Linked DNA regions of Mus musculus: regions 1 and 2 are each linked to region 3. The links are chromatin contacts, called in public promoter capture Hi-C maps. All regions are on one chromosome and are shown on one strand. The core of a region is the stretch at or near the end of the contact, and the rest is flanking DNA. Distances in the headings are between cores, read along the strand shown.

The links. Capture Hi-C pulls out chosen DNA fragments and counts their contacts.
Region 1: a promoter capture Hi-C map of adipose tissue shows a contact between it and region 3. The contact joins two enhancer-like sites. A contact is called at or near these places in 2 of 484 Hi-C or Micro-C datasets (cranial neural crest and muscle stem cells), 4 of 115 datasets of contacts at active chromatin or transcription factors (embryonic stem cells, extraembryonic endoderm stem cells and heart atrium) and 4 of 9 other capture datasets (adipose tissue, embryonic stem cells, liver and 1 more).
Region 2: a contact with region 3 is called in a promoter capture Hi-C map of adipose tissue. The contact joins two enhancer-like sites. A contact is called at or near these places in 5 of 484 Hi-C or Micro-C datasets (bone marrow-derived macrophages, cranial neural crest, liver and 1 more), 4 of 115 datasets of contacts at active chromatin or transcription factors (embryonic fibroblasts, embryonic stem cells and heart atrium) and 4 of 9 other capture datasets (adipose tissue, embryonic stem cells, liver and 1 more).

What each region holds. Positions count from the first base shown.
Region 1 is chr16:91,860,824-91,865,252 of GRCm38.p6, forward strand. It overlaps Itsn1 (intersectin 1 (SH3 domain protein 1A)), which reads left to right. Exons shown (of 39, transcript NM_010587.2): 25 at 371-416; 26 at 2,434-2,555. Among named protein-coding and RNA genes, the nearest start is that of Gm52262, 41 kb to the right of the region's middle. Within about 2 kb of position 1,413, at least 110 of the 459 cell types and tissues checked have an H3K27ac peak or open chromatin away from gene starts, as enhancers often do. A contact at or near this core is called in adipose tissue, embryonic stem cells, heart atrium and 1 more, where this site is marked.
Region 2 is chr16:91,838,830-91,843,132 of GRCm38.p6, forward strand. Itsn1 (intersectin 1 (SH3 domain protein 1A)) reads left to right here. Exons shown (of 39, transcript NM_010587.2): 18 at 787-1,013; 19 at 2,660-2,781. Among named protein-coding and RNA genes, the nearest start is that of Gm52262, 63 kb to the right of the region's middle. Within about 2 kb of position 2,787, at least 62 of the 459 cell types and tissues checked have an H3K27ac peak or open chromatin away from gene starts, as enhancers often do. A contact at or near this core is called in adipose tissue, bone marrow-derived macrophages and heart atrium, where this site is marked.
Region 3 is chr16:91,764,936-91,769,257 of GRCm38.p6, forward strand. The region is part of intron 1 of Itsn1 (intersectin 1 (SH3 domain protein 1A)); the gene reads left to right. Among named protein-coding and RNA genes, the nearest start is that of Itsn1, 38 kb to the left of the region's middle. Within about 2 kb of position 2,371, at least 52 of the 459 cell types and tissues checked have an H3K27ac peak or open chromatin away from gene starts, as enhancers often do. A contact at or near this core is called in adipose tissue, bone marrow-derived macrophages, embryonic stem cells and 2 more, where this site is marked.

The sequences.
Region 1 (4,429 bases), core at 163-2,662, 95 kb after region 3:
AGTTCTTAAGGAGAGTTCTAGTACAAACGTAGTGAAATGCCGATGTATTTAATGTATTCTGTCTGGGCGGCAGACTCAGATGTCTGTGGTATCTCTACACTGTAGTGTAGGAAGTATTTCCTGGCTCGACGTGTGGATATAAAGTGAGGGTGAGGCGAGCACAGTGCTCCTGGCCTGGAGCCTTCTCTTCTGTTGGATCCTCCAGCTCCAGGGTGTGCCTGAGCCCCCAGCAACCCAGTTGTCACGTGCTTCCACGTCTCTCCTGAATGAAGGGGGATTTTAGGGCTCCGGTGGGTTTGTGTCATTAATCATTTTAAGTTTCATGATGAACTCTTCAGCTTGCCAATGAGACCTTCTGCTCTGTTTTAAGGGCTCTGGAACTGCTGGGAAAACAGGGAGTTTAGGAAAAAAACCTGGTAAGTTGTAAACCCCGATGCTTGTGCTTCAATGTTAATGAATGTTCTTGATAGTTGTTCCCCAGTCATTGTTTATCCCAGCCAGAAGCCTACAGTAGAGGCAAAGGGATCTTCCTGACAGTGCCCGGCAAGATCCTTCCCTGTTAATTAAATGTCCTTGGCTCTCAAGTGTGCCTGTTGCCACAGCTGTGGGGAGTAGATTTTCCCGGGCAAGATGGTGGGAAGTTGATGGGTACAGAGCTGGGAAACTGCAGGGTCATCTCGTTGGGTTTGGAAAGTCCTTGCTGGCGCCTGTTAGCACATAGAGCTCCAATGACATAGCAGTGGAGGTCAGAGGCAAGGTGACAGCATCAGGTGATCGGTCTCATTACTTGAAAATCGGGCTTTCCCAGGCAAACAGTGAAGGTACCAAATGATAATCGTGCTTCAGAGTCTAGAATTTTCAGTTTATTTAAACAAAATCACACATTCTATTAATAGTGGCATAAAAAAGAGAAGGAGGCAGCTGTGCAATGATACGGTTGGTGTGGCCTGTCTTCCTGGCCAAAGTTGACCTTAGGAAATTATAGGTTAGAAGGGGCACTGCTCTGCTGAGAGGCTGTGCTCAGCTCTAGTTGGGCTCACACAGCCAGGAAAGGGGATTTTAGTCAGAGCACAAAGCTGGGCCTCTGCTATTGCTGGATGTTGTCTGTACTTGAACAGGCGCCATTCCAGAGGGTCCAGATAGTTCACTTACAGCCCTCAGATGGGCCTCACTTTACCTTGAAACTCGCAAGCTGTTTGGAGACACAGAGCCCTTTCAAAATGCCAGAACAAATCTCCAGCTAGTATGCCAGGTCCTTTGAGGAGCAAAAACAGCTGGTGCCAAATAGGACACTAATTGGGACTTTCTCCAAACCAAAAACTTGAAATCTAGAACTTGTCCTTAGCATGCCAGAGGAGCGTCCCTCCCTACACATTCCCTGCTTGGGCTCTTGGCTAGACACAGACTAGCTGGGAGCCGGCCTCCGGGCTTTTTGCCTTTCTGGGCTTTCTGAAGCACAGGCAGGCAGGCTGCTTCTCCTCCTCCTGTTGTGGTGGCCAGCCTCAGATTTCAGGACAGCGTGATAGGGCTGCTTAAAGGAACTGCCTCTTACTTCTGCCCTTCACTCTGTAGGCAGTGTTGGAATGTGGGGCCCCCACCCCCACCCCTTCTTCCCATCTCTTTGTACTTCATACTTCTTTCTTGCCATCCTTCCTTCCTTTCTGTCCTTTCGGGTTCACTGAGATGGGAATGAGTGTGGAGAACAGTTCTGGATCGCTCCCCCCCCCCCCCGCCCCCCTGGCCTGAGCTGCCCCAGACTTTGGGCTGTGGCCTTGCTGGGAGTCTCCTGTAGGGGCTTTCAGAGTCAGGCAAACCACACAACTATTTACGTTTTTTATCTCTGTGCTGAATTACTGTTTTCACCTAAAGTTCTCATAGCTCTGTGTTCCTCTTGTAACTTGAAATAAGTTAAACTCATGGTTCTGTGTTTCAAACCAGAAATTCGTGGATCACTCCCAGAATAGGAGGCCTGGCTGATTTGGCTATGTTAGTGGGAGACGGTCCTAAGCCGTGTGTGTAAGTGAGCTGTAGCCAGGCTCCTATGGGTTTCTGAGGAAAACCTCATTTCTCCCATTAGTTTTCAGGCAGAAGGAGGCGTCCCTCAGATTTATGGAGATGGGAGCGGGGTCCTGGCCCTTCATCCGGGCACATAGTAACTGTGGGAGGTTCTTTGACAGGACGCATGGGGGCAGGCAGGATGGCGGGGAGCTGCTGAGTCACAGGACAGTGAGGGCCGCACAAGTCTGAGCTAGACAGAGACAAACAGAGCATCTGCACTGTGGCTCCCAGGGAGGGGCAAGAGCAGGGGTCAGAGTGGGAAGCAGCCAGTCTGCAGAGTTCCATGACGTTGGTGTCTGATCCTGAACAATAGTGTGTCCTAGGATCTCTTCTCTTCACTGACAGCACACTGCAACGTTTGATCCTGTTTTTCAGAAATTGCCCAGGTTATTGCTTCCTACGCTGCTACTGGTCCCGAACAACTCACCCTGGCTCCTGGGCAGCTGATTCTGATCCGGAAAAAGAACCCAGGTGGATGGTGGGAAGGAGAACTGCAAGTTAGTGTCTCTACGTTCATTTAAAGTTCTCTGTCTAAGCATGAACACGCAAAGCCTCAAGGAACAGCATTGCACTGCACAGTACAAAGAACCCTCCTTATCTGAACCCTGAGCCTGATGAGGGGCGCCTGTGTCTTACGAGCTTAGTTCTGAGAGCTGCGGACCCGCTGAACGTGTATCCAGTTGTCCGACAAGCTCAGATAGGGAGTGCTGGAGACAGAATTTGCTGAGTAGGGGCTGCATAGAGACCTCCTCATGCGCCATGGCCTGGCAAACGGAATCAGCGCTTCGTTGGAGGTGTTTGGGACATGCTGACATGGCAGGTGTCTTTCATGCAGCCTACGTCGGTCATGATGTTGTTTTCAGTTGCTGTGTGTACCGAAATCACATCACTCATTCACGGTTCTGACACCTCCTTTAGTTCTCACTTCCAGACACAAAGATGCTGCAGAAGAGAGTCTGTGTATCATCATGGTAGCAAGTTAGGCTGGCCGTGGGATATATCTAAGGGGAGTTTTATGTAAGGACAAGAACAAGTGTATGGTGTTGCGTGGCTCCCTAGAAATGCTTGTTATTTGCAAGGATACAGTGATAACAGAGTTGAGAACTAGGGTACCACCTCATCAGGTGATTAAAATGACCATCACCCGTGGAGGCAAATGGATGCTACTTAGTAAAGGCACAGCATCCACGCTTTGTCAACAGACTGGGACCCATGATTAGGGGGCTGGAGAGATAGCTCATTAATTAAGACCTGAGGTAGGCTTTCAGTGCCCATATCAGGCAGCTTACACCAGCTGTAACTTCAGCTCTGGGGGATCTGGTGACCTCTCTTGACCTCTGTGCACCCACATACATATTCTATACACGTAAATAGTAAGACAGACATATATATTTTTTAAAGAACTGTGACGTAAGAGCCTGGTGATCAAGTGTTTCAGGAACAAATGATGGGGGGAGGAAGTGGTGGGGGTTAGGAAGGGCAGTCAAGAGCACATAGATGGCGGCTGGACTGGGTGTTAGCAGTCGGTGGACCCATGTGAAGAACGTGTGCGTGTTCTGGGCACTGTTCCCGTTAGTGCTACTTTTCAGTAAGTTTCTTTTTGTTTTTTGGAAACTGGTTCTATAGTGACTACAGTTGACTCTGTAGCAGGGCTCTGCCTCTTAGGAGTTACTGCTCACTGATGTTACTTGAGAAGATGAGACCTGAACTTCTTCATGTTCTGGAACCTTCAGGGATCCTAGAACCAGCCATACACACAGATACACACGTAGGAGCATAAGAGACTGGCCTGCTGGCTCTCGAGCAAGAAGTGCCTCCTTTCTCCCCTCCACCTTCCTCTTAATGTAGTGAGCCCCAGTTTGGGACTGCAGACTCCACTGGCCAGCTTCATTCATGGCCCTCCCTTTCTTCATGAAGGAGAGTGTGGGCTGTGGCTCACCACATAGACGTTTCTTAGGGGCCTGCCAGAGGGCTACATTTCCCACCAGCTGTCTGCTTTTATATACAAGAGAAGCATACAATGTTCCTCCTTTAGACCCAAGTGCTGGGGCCTGCTGCTGCATACCACAGGGGGTCCCCAAGTGTGGACTAATAACTCATAGCAGCCCTTTGTCAGAACACAGTGACCCTAGAGAGTGAGCCCATGATAACTGCTGTCATGTGCCTGTGGCCTGCCTATCACATTAGCTACTGAGGCTCTGAGAGGGGTGGTGTGAGAGACAGATAAGTCTAAGACAGAGGGTGGGTGTGACCATGGAGTGGCGAGAACAGGGTGGTTAGAGCTGAGACTCCTCAGGCAGGAAGAATTGCTGACTGCGGCTCCCTGCTGCACAAAGTTCCCTGCTCCCGGCTGTGTAAGGCCTATGCCGAG
Region 2 (4,303 bases), core at 1,537-4,036, 74 kb after region 3:
TAAAAATAAATGAAAATGTTTTTTAAAAGACATTCTATGTTCTGTGCACTAGCTTTCCTGGCGCTGTGTCGCTCTGTACACCGTGAATGTTGTGCTCTCAGGCCAGGAGAGGGCAGTGAACCCTGTGGCTCTGGGTCACAGATGGTTGGGAGCTTCCATGTCAGTGCAGGGAGCCAAGAGTACTGGCTGCACCATCTCGCCAGCCCCAGATGTCTGTCTCGCCTTCAGGTTTGGGAGCCAGACGTATGTGTGAGTGTAGCTCGTCCTGCTCAGGGAGGACCTGTGAGAATCTCTACTCGTGCTCTACTCACGCTCTCACAAAAGCAGCGTCAGGCACTTTCATAAAGTGTGTGTGCATCTGTGCTCTGCAGCTTACACTCAGCTCTATCAATTACTATCATCAATCTTTCATTAATCTCAATTGAGATGTACTTTTTCTTAATCCTATAGCCACTTTGTGAAAGATATCACAATCTCTCTCTCTCTTTCTCTCTCTTTCTCTCTCTCTTTCTCTCCCCCCACCCCCGTGTGTGTGTGTGTGTGTGTGTGTGTGTGTGTGTGTGTGTGTGTGTGTGTGTGGGGTTTTGGTAAGTCATGTGACTTCATTTTGCTCAGTCAGAGCTCGGAGAACCCATTTTGTGGATTGCATTATCTGTGAAGAGCCACCCACATTCCCTTGACGTTTAGCAGCTCTGCCTAGAGGGAGGCCCTTGGGTGAAGGGGTGATGGGGGGGCGACTGTTGGGTCAGAGTTGCTTCCTCGGCAATCAAGCATCTTTGTTGGCAGACGAGTTCAGGAAAGGGACAAGCAATGGCTGGAGCATGTGCAGCAGGAGGAGCAGCCACGCCCCCGGAAACCCCACGAGGAGGACAGACTGAAGAGGGAAGACAGTGTCAGGAAGAAGGAGGCGGAAGAGAGAGCCAAGCCGGAAATGCAAGACAAGCAGAGTCGGCTTTTCCATCCGCATCAGGAGCCAGCTAAGCTGGCCACCCAGGCACCCTGGTCTACCACAGGTATCAGAAGGGGCTGAGGTGCCAGGCTCTGCCACTGTCTCCTCTGTATGTATGTAAAACAGACAGTCATCTCCCCGAGAGCAATATCTATGCCTATCACGATTTGCTCGGTTTGGGGAAAGTTCTCACTCTGTAGACCAGGCTGGCCTCAGCCTTAAAAATCTGCCTACCTCTGCCTCCTGAGTGCTGGGATTAAAGGCGTGTGCTACCACGGGCTAGCTTGCTTACATTAATCGAGCTGAGATGTCTGTCTCTGTCTGGATACTGTAGCTCTTTACCACCCAGGTGTGCACAGGAAGCCCCTCGGATACCCAGGAGCCCTCTCTGCAGGCCTGTTCCAAGTGACATGAACCTTATTTGATATATGTTACAAACGCTGAACTTGACATCTTGGGGGGAATCACGTAACTTGTTCTCTAGGTTGATATTTTCCCCTGAAGTTGCTGAGCTATGTCAACTTTTTTGTCTACACTGGGTTTTGTGCCTTTTGAAAAGTGTCAATCTGGGTTTTTTCACTTTCAATACAACTTGGCTCTTTTAAAAAGTAAGTAAGTAAATGGCTGACCTTCACTAACGCAAGCTGTCCCTTAGATAACCTCAGCTGCACACTAAAATGTATTTTCAAAATTCTTAAGCACAGTGGTAGACAGAAAGCAACAAGTAACTTGACACCATCTCATAAACCATTTGTTTCCTCCCTGGGCACACAGTGGGGTGGGGAGTGAGGTGCAGTGTTGGTCAGGAACCATCCCTTCCTGAGGTCCTATGGCTGCAGGGAGAACTTGGACTTGGGCATGTAGGGAGTCCAGGGGGACGAGGGGGGGGAGAGATGAACTAACTGTCTGGGTCAACTGTGGTCTGAAGAGGAATTTTCAATCCTTTAATCTCAGGGGTCATCGAAGCCCCTGTGACTCTTCAGTGTGAACTAGGATTGATTTTCCCCTCAATAGGAACCTTTGCTTCTCACACAGATCAAGGCTACAGAGACAACAGTCTACCTCACGCTCTTCAGATACGATGGGTGTCAAGTTACATGCAGCGCAAGTGTAGAACAATCCAGAGGGCTATAATTACCTGGTAGCCAAAATCCCAAGAATGTCCTCTGCCTGAATGCATCTTCAATTTTTTTTAATTTGATTTAAATTCTAAATTGTTTTCATTAGGGTTTATCCTTGGGCTTATTCTTTCCCCAGAAATGCAGACGCCTCAGTTCAGCAGGTCATGAGGACGCTGCGTAGACCGACCTTTGCCTGTTTATAGGGAAGGTTGTGTTTCTCTTCCTCTTTCCCTGCAAGAGTGCTTTCTGGCTGAGCAGATCTGCTGTCATCTCTGAGCAGCACCCAGGGTGGGGAGCAGAGCCTGCTGATGACTTACAAATGGGCATTGCTAGAGCCCACGCCCAGAGGCAGAGAAAGGTTCTCTGGGCTGTCTGCCCACCGCATTCAGTCCTGGCGGCTTGCTTGTGGGATCTGCTGATGAACTGCACGTGGTCTGAGTCTGCTCTCCTCTGGCATTCCATGTGTATTTCAGAAATTCCCTGAATGGTGGAAATATTTCCAGTATAAGGCAGACATAGACTAACAGCTGTCCGCCTTGGCATTGTCCGTCAGTGCTTCCTGTAATGTGTCCCTCCTCTTCCCAAACAGAGAAAGGCCCGCTTACCATTTCTGCACAGGAGAGTGTAAAAGTGGTATATTACCGAGCGCTGTACCCCTTTGAATCCAGAAGTCACGATGAGATCACCATCCAGCCAGGAGATATAGTCATGGTAAGAAAGTGTATGTCAGAGACGGTCCTCTGTCCTCACTTGGCACTTGTGACACAATTAGGAAACCTCCAGCAAGCATGCATATCAAAATGAAAGTTCTCTTGCAAAGGCATATCTCAATAGCACTTTAAATGCAGTGTTTCTATTGCTCCGTAGCCTGCTTTTAACCTTAAGTTGACTGATTGTGTCTAAAGCTAGCACTGGTTACATACTATGAAGGGTCTTTAAGAAATAGTTACAAATGCAGAATTCCTTCATTCACAGCTGCCCATAAGAACATTTATACCAGGGGCTGGAGAGATGGCTCTGCAGGTAAGAGCACTGACTGCTCTTCCGAAGGTCCTGAGTTCAAATCTCAGCAACCACATGGTGGCTCACAACCACCTGTAATGAGATCTGACGCCCTCTTCTGGGGTGTCTGAAGTCAGCTACAATGTACTTTCATATAATAAATAAATCTTTAAAAAAAAAAAGAAGAAGAAGAGCGTTTATACCTTTGAGCCAAAGTGTTTGGAGGCTGTTTGGTTTTGTTTTTTAAGTAATGGATTAAATATGAGGAATCTGAATTACTATTTAGAAAATTAACAAACATTCAATTTTGCTTTGTTGCAGTTTATACTCTTTGTGTATATTAACAATTTAATATAGTCCTCAAATTGAAACATATAAGAGTTAGTTTTAAGAAGAGAATAAAGCACTGTGGTTGATCTAATTATTTTCTAAATGACAACTTAAATTTCTTAATTAATTTAGAAGTAACTGAAAGTGAAGGCCTGAGAGACAAATGTGTTTTTCATTCTTAGGGTATTAAACAGTGGTCTGTGTTTTAATGAGAAACTGTTGCTTTAGTGCGGGCCTACCATCTCTGCAGCCTACAGTAGTGCGGACTGCTCTTCCCAGGGTTGGCTAGCTGACCCCTCGTTTCATTTGATGAGTAAAGCGTAGATGTACTCTAAGGTGCAACGTTTCATTAAACATCTTTTGCCTTGCTTTTAAACCTTTGCTTTCCTGGTGGAGGTTAAAGGGGAATGGGTAAGTGCCCCCTGTCAGGAAGTCCGCCTCCCACTCCGTGTCTTGTTCTTTGAATCACTTTAACTGTGTAAGTGAGCAGATCTTTGGATGTTGGGGCAGTGGAAACGTGTTGGGGTTTGTACCACAGAGTTGTATTGAAAAGAAAAGTCTACCTGGTGAGGTTTGTGTTGCCGGTGTCTGTCTGCTGGGCTCTGCAGAGCCGTCTGAAGGTTCTGTCCTTGTCAGGGTTCCACCTAACACCAGGAGTTCTTGGTGCATTAAACTGAAAATGAAACATTTGCAACTTTTACAAGAGATCAGAATGATTTCCTGGCTTACAAAACCTTCTTACTTACCTACTGACTGACACAAGGTCTCATGTAGCTTAGGCTAGCCTAAGCTCACTATGTAGCCCAGGCTGGCCTTAAACTCTCGGCTGTCCTGCCTCCACACCTAAGATGCATGAGCATGGGAACGGTGGAGCTCAACAGGCTGACTGTGGCTCTCTTGT
Region 3 (4,322 bases), core at 1,121-3,620:
AGCGTGTCTCTTGACCTGAGCATGACCGTTCTTTGGATCTTTATGCTCATCGTGATAATCTTCATGTGGTGAGCACAGTAATCGATTAAAGCTGAGATCTGTCAGTTTGAGGGTTTTTGTTACAATTGCAGGGTGATAATTTAACAACAGAAGCTGACATTTGGAGCTTTTTACTCTGCATAAAGTAGGGGTCCAGGTGTTTTACTTCTGTTAAAACTCATAGTTAGCTGGGTGTACTTGTACACGCCTTTACTCCCAGCAAGCACTCCAGAGGCAGAGGCAGGCGGATCTCAGTGACTTCCGGGCCAGTCTTCTTCACATAGTGAGCTCCGGAGCTAAACGGAGACCCTGACTCCAACAGACAAAAGCCTCTCACTCAGTTACCATTGTTAAAGAAAAATTATTCTGAAGTTTGTTACAATGGAAGGAGAGGCTTTATTCTCGAGACTATTGAAAGGAGAAAGAGAAAGCAGCCTCTGCTCCAAATTCAGTGAGGACAGGTGGAAATTTATAGCTGTGTGCGGAGTAAGTAGGGTGAGAGAATTACTAAGAGAAGACACTGAGGGTAGGAAAGATGATTCCTTCAGAACTTACTGTACCAGTCTGCTTGGGCATAGACTGGACACCTTAAGCAGCAGAGGGCGGTAGGCGTAGTTGCGAGGAAGGCTTGCTTAAAGAGAGAGGCCTGGCTAGCCGGGCGTGGTGGCGCACACCTTTAATCCCAGCACTTTGGGAGGCAGAGGCAGGCAGATTTCTGAGTTCGAGGCCAGCCTGGTCTACAAAGTGAGTTCCAGGACAGCCAGGGCTACACAGAGAAACCCTGTCTCGGAAAACAAACAAACAAACAAACAAAGGCCTGGCTAAAGTTTGGTCAGAAGAGACTTTGTCAGGACTAGGAACCCCTGGGTTCAGAACCACTTGTGTTTAATTCTTGTAGCTCCTGCAGTTTATAGATCAATATGTGAAGCTTAGAGAACAGGAGCTGGGACACTCGGTCACTGGTAATGTTAAGCTGCTGCCGCTGTCACCTGCCCTTGCTGTCATCCTAACTGTTGTGAAATGGAGCGGTCGGTGTGTGCCACTGAGGACAGCTCCGGCTGTTGCCAGCACCGGTGCCATTGCAAAGGTGCGCTTTCCCCTGCGGCATGCACTTAAGTGCGAGCCACTTGGCTGAAACGGAGCACAGATGGCGCATCTGCACCGGTCGGGGTCCGGTTCTGTTCCCTTTAAATAGTCATCAGAAGAACTTTTGTTTTGCGAGATTTCTGTGTGTTGCCTCTTATAGTAGTCAAAGGAAGGAAATGAAAAATGGGATTTCAGATGTTCTCAATAGAAAGCTTAATTGTAACCATTAATCTGTTTTCATGAAAAATTGTTTAACTATGGGTGAATTATCAAGTAAGCCCTATGAATCAGCTGTTTGTTAGATGGTGCTTGGTGCCTGTTTTTAAGTGATTTCACTTGATTTTCTGAGAGGAATAAAAGGGAGTGGTTTTGTACCTTTGGTTCCCTGGAGTTTCTGTAGTGTATTAGAAGACGCTAGCTTGTGGGCAGGGCCTGCTCTCCCACCCCTGGGAGGCTGTGCTAGGATCTCAAGTCTAAGCCCATAGAGAGATCTTATCTCCCCTCTTCTGCTGCAGGGGTGGTGGCTTATGGCAGGACTTCCCTAGGATGCCTTCTTTGACTGACAAGGAGTCTTACTGGCTGAGCATTGTGGCACTCACCTTTAATCTCTGAAAACCAAAATAAATAAAAAGAACCCTGCATTCTTTCATCCCCCCCACACACTTATGTTCTTTATGCGAGGCGTGGGGCTGTGGGGCTTTACCTGCCACACCTGATTGACACTGATTGAAATCCGGGCACACAGGGCTAACAGTGTGCCCCACCTCGCTGCCCTGCGCTCCCAGCCCCTCTCTGCTGTAGGTTAGTCTTGTGCTGCTGCTTCTCCTTTTTAGCCAGGATGGATCCCCCCAGTGGGCCTTAGGGAGGTCTTAGGCAGCTTAGGAGTCCACAGGGCTCTCTTGGTTTATGTAGTGACATGGAAGCAGAAACAGTCATTATTCAAGCTTTGGATTGTTAATGGATATTTATAACCTACCCAACTTCTCTTAGTTTTGCTTTTTTTCTGTGTTTTCTAAAACTATGCACCACGTAAAAATTTGCTCTTGGTGAGCACTTTTTGATTATGTGGCGGACGTAACCTATTCTATGATGTTGAACGTATAACCAGACTCTTGCCTGCCCTTACTCTTTCTGTGTTTGAGACAGGGTTTTCTTGCGTAACCCCTGAACCCTCAGTTCTGCCTTTATATGCCAAGTGCTGAGTTACTGGTGTGTGCCTCTGTGCTGACTTCAAGAGCTGGCAATGGTTCTGTGGTAACGGAGCCAGCTGTCATGCGCGATGACCTGAATTCAGTCCTTGGCACCTATCAGGTAGAAGGAGAGAACTGACTGGTGCACTCTGCCCCCCACATATGTGCTGAAGCCCGTGCACACGTGTGTGCGCACAGGCACAAATAATAAAGAAATGCTTTTGGTTTGTAATGACACCATGGCGACTGTCAATTGACATCATTTAGCTTTGGGTTTTTTTTAGGCAGATTAATGGGTGATGAATCATTGGTGCAGTGACTTTCTACTTTTGCTTCGGAGCTGTCAGATTGCTTTCCTTAGCAGCTGGCATAACTGGCCCTCCTACCAGCAAGGGGCGGGGGGCTCTCCTTAGTATCAGAAATCTCTATTTATCGACTTTCTGACTTTTGTGGCCTTCATTTGTCGCTTGTGGAAAGTTTTTCAAGTCAAAGTGACTTCCTGTAAGTAGGCCAGATTCCTCAGTAAAGCTTCCCTCCCTCTGACAAAAGCTTGGTGAGATCATTTTAACTCTCAGCCATGTAAGAAAAGCTTGGTTGAAGAGGAGACGAAGGGTTAGTTTTCTAATGTCCATATTTATAGGAATGATGTTTAGTGAGCCTTTCTACCCTTTAGTGACAATAATTAATTTTTCAAAATCTGTTTAGTCTTGGAACCTTGAAACTTAGCAGTTTGAATGAATTTTGTAAGAATGAAATTATGCACCCAGCTCTGGAGAGAACAAACCTACTTGAAGGTAGAATTCTAGATACATTCATTATATTGTATTTAAACACTTTTACATAAATATAAAATTAGCTCATACAAAATGATTGGTTATGAGGGAATTTTGAACCTTTCTCAAAAGGTATGAAATTGGAAAAAAAATGAGTTTTTTTCTTTTGAATTACATTGTCATTGTGAAACTTTTTAAATCAGAAACTTTTAAATTTTCTTTGCTGTGCTGTTTTAAAAAAACTTTTCAATTCTTTTTTTCTCCATTAATTCATGTATTTATCCCGATCACAGCTGCCTTTCTCCTCCCAGATCCCTCACCCCTCACCCTTCTCCTTCTCTTTCAAGAAGGGAGAGGCCCCACCTGGTACCAGCCCACCCTGGTTGGTGCATCACATCACTGCAGGATTGGGCACATTCTCTCCCACGGAGGCCAGACAAGACAGCCCAGTTAGGGAGCAAGTTCCACAGACAGGCAGCCAGGTCAGGGATATAGCCCCGCTCCAGTTGTTGCAGGACCCTCCTGGAGATCAAGCTGCACATCTGCTACATTCACACGGGCGGCCTAGGTCCAGCCTGTGGACCAGCCTCTTTGGTTGGTGGTTCAGTCTCTGAAAGCCCCCAAGGGTCCAGGTTAGTTGACTCTCTTGGCCTTCTTGTGGAGTTCCTGTCTGCTCCAGATCCCTCAATTCTACCCCGACTCTTCCACAAGACTCCCTGAGCTTCTTCCAATGTTTGGCTCTCGGCCTCTGCATCTGTTTTGGTCAGCTGCTGGGTGGAACCTCTCAGAGGACAGTTATGCTAGGTCTTGTTTGCAGAGTACCATTAATAGTGTCAGGGATTGGTTCTTGCCCGTGGGATGGGTCTCGCAGTTGTGCTTATTGTTGGTTGGCCATTCCTTCAGGCTCTCATATCTTTCCTGTCTTTCTTAAAGAAGAGCGTGCGGCCCCTGCTGCTGACAGCCGCTGTGCTTCAGCTTTTCTCTTACTTTCCCAACGCCAAATTGATTGATGTATATTTTGATCAAGTAAAGTGGGAATAATTATTGGAATCTGTATCCATTGCCTGCTAAGATGATCTGGATTTCTGTTGTAATTTGGTGATGTGAATGCTTTGAACTTTAGTTCTAAACCTTTCAGGAAGAGATAAATCAGGCTGGATTGATGGCTCAGCAATTAAGATCAGTGACTGCTCTTCCAGAGGTTCTGAGTTCAATTCCCAGCAACCACATGGTG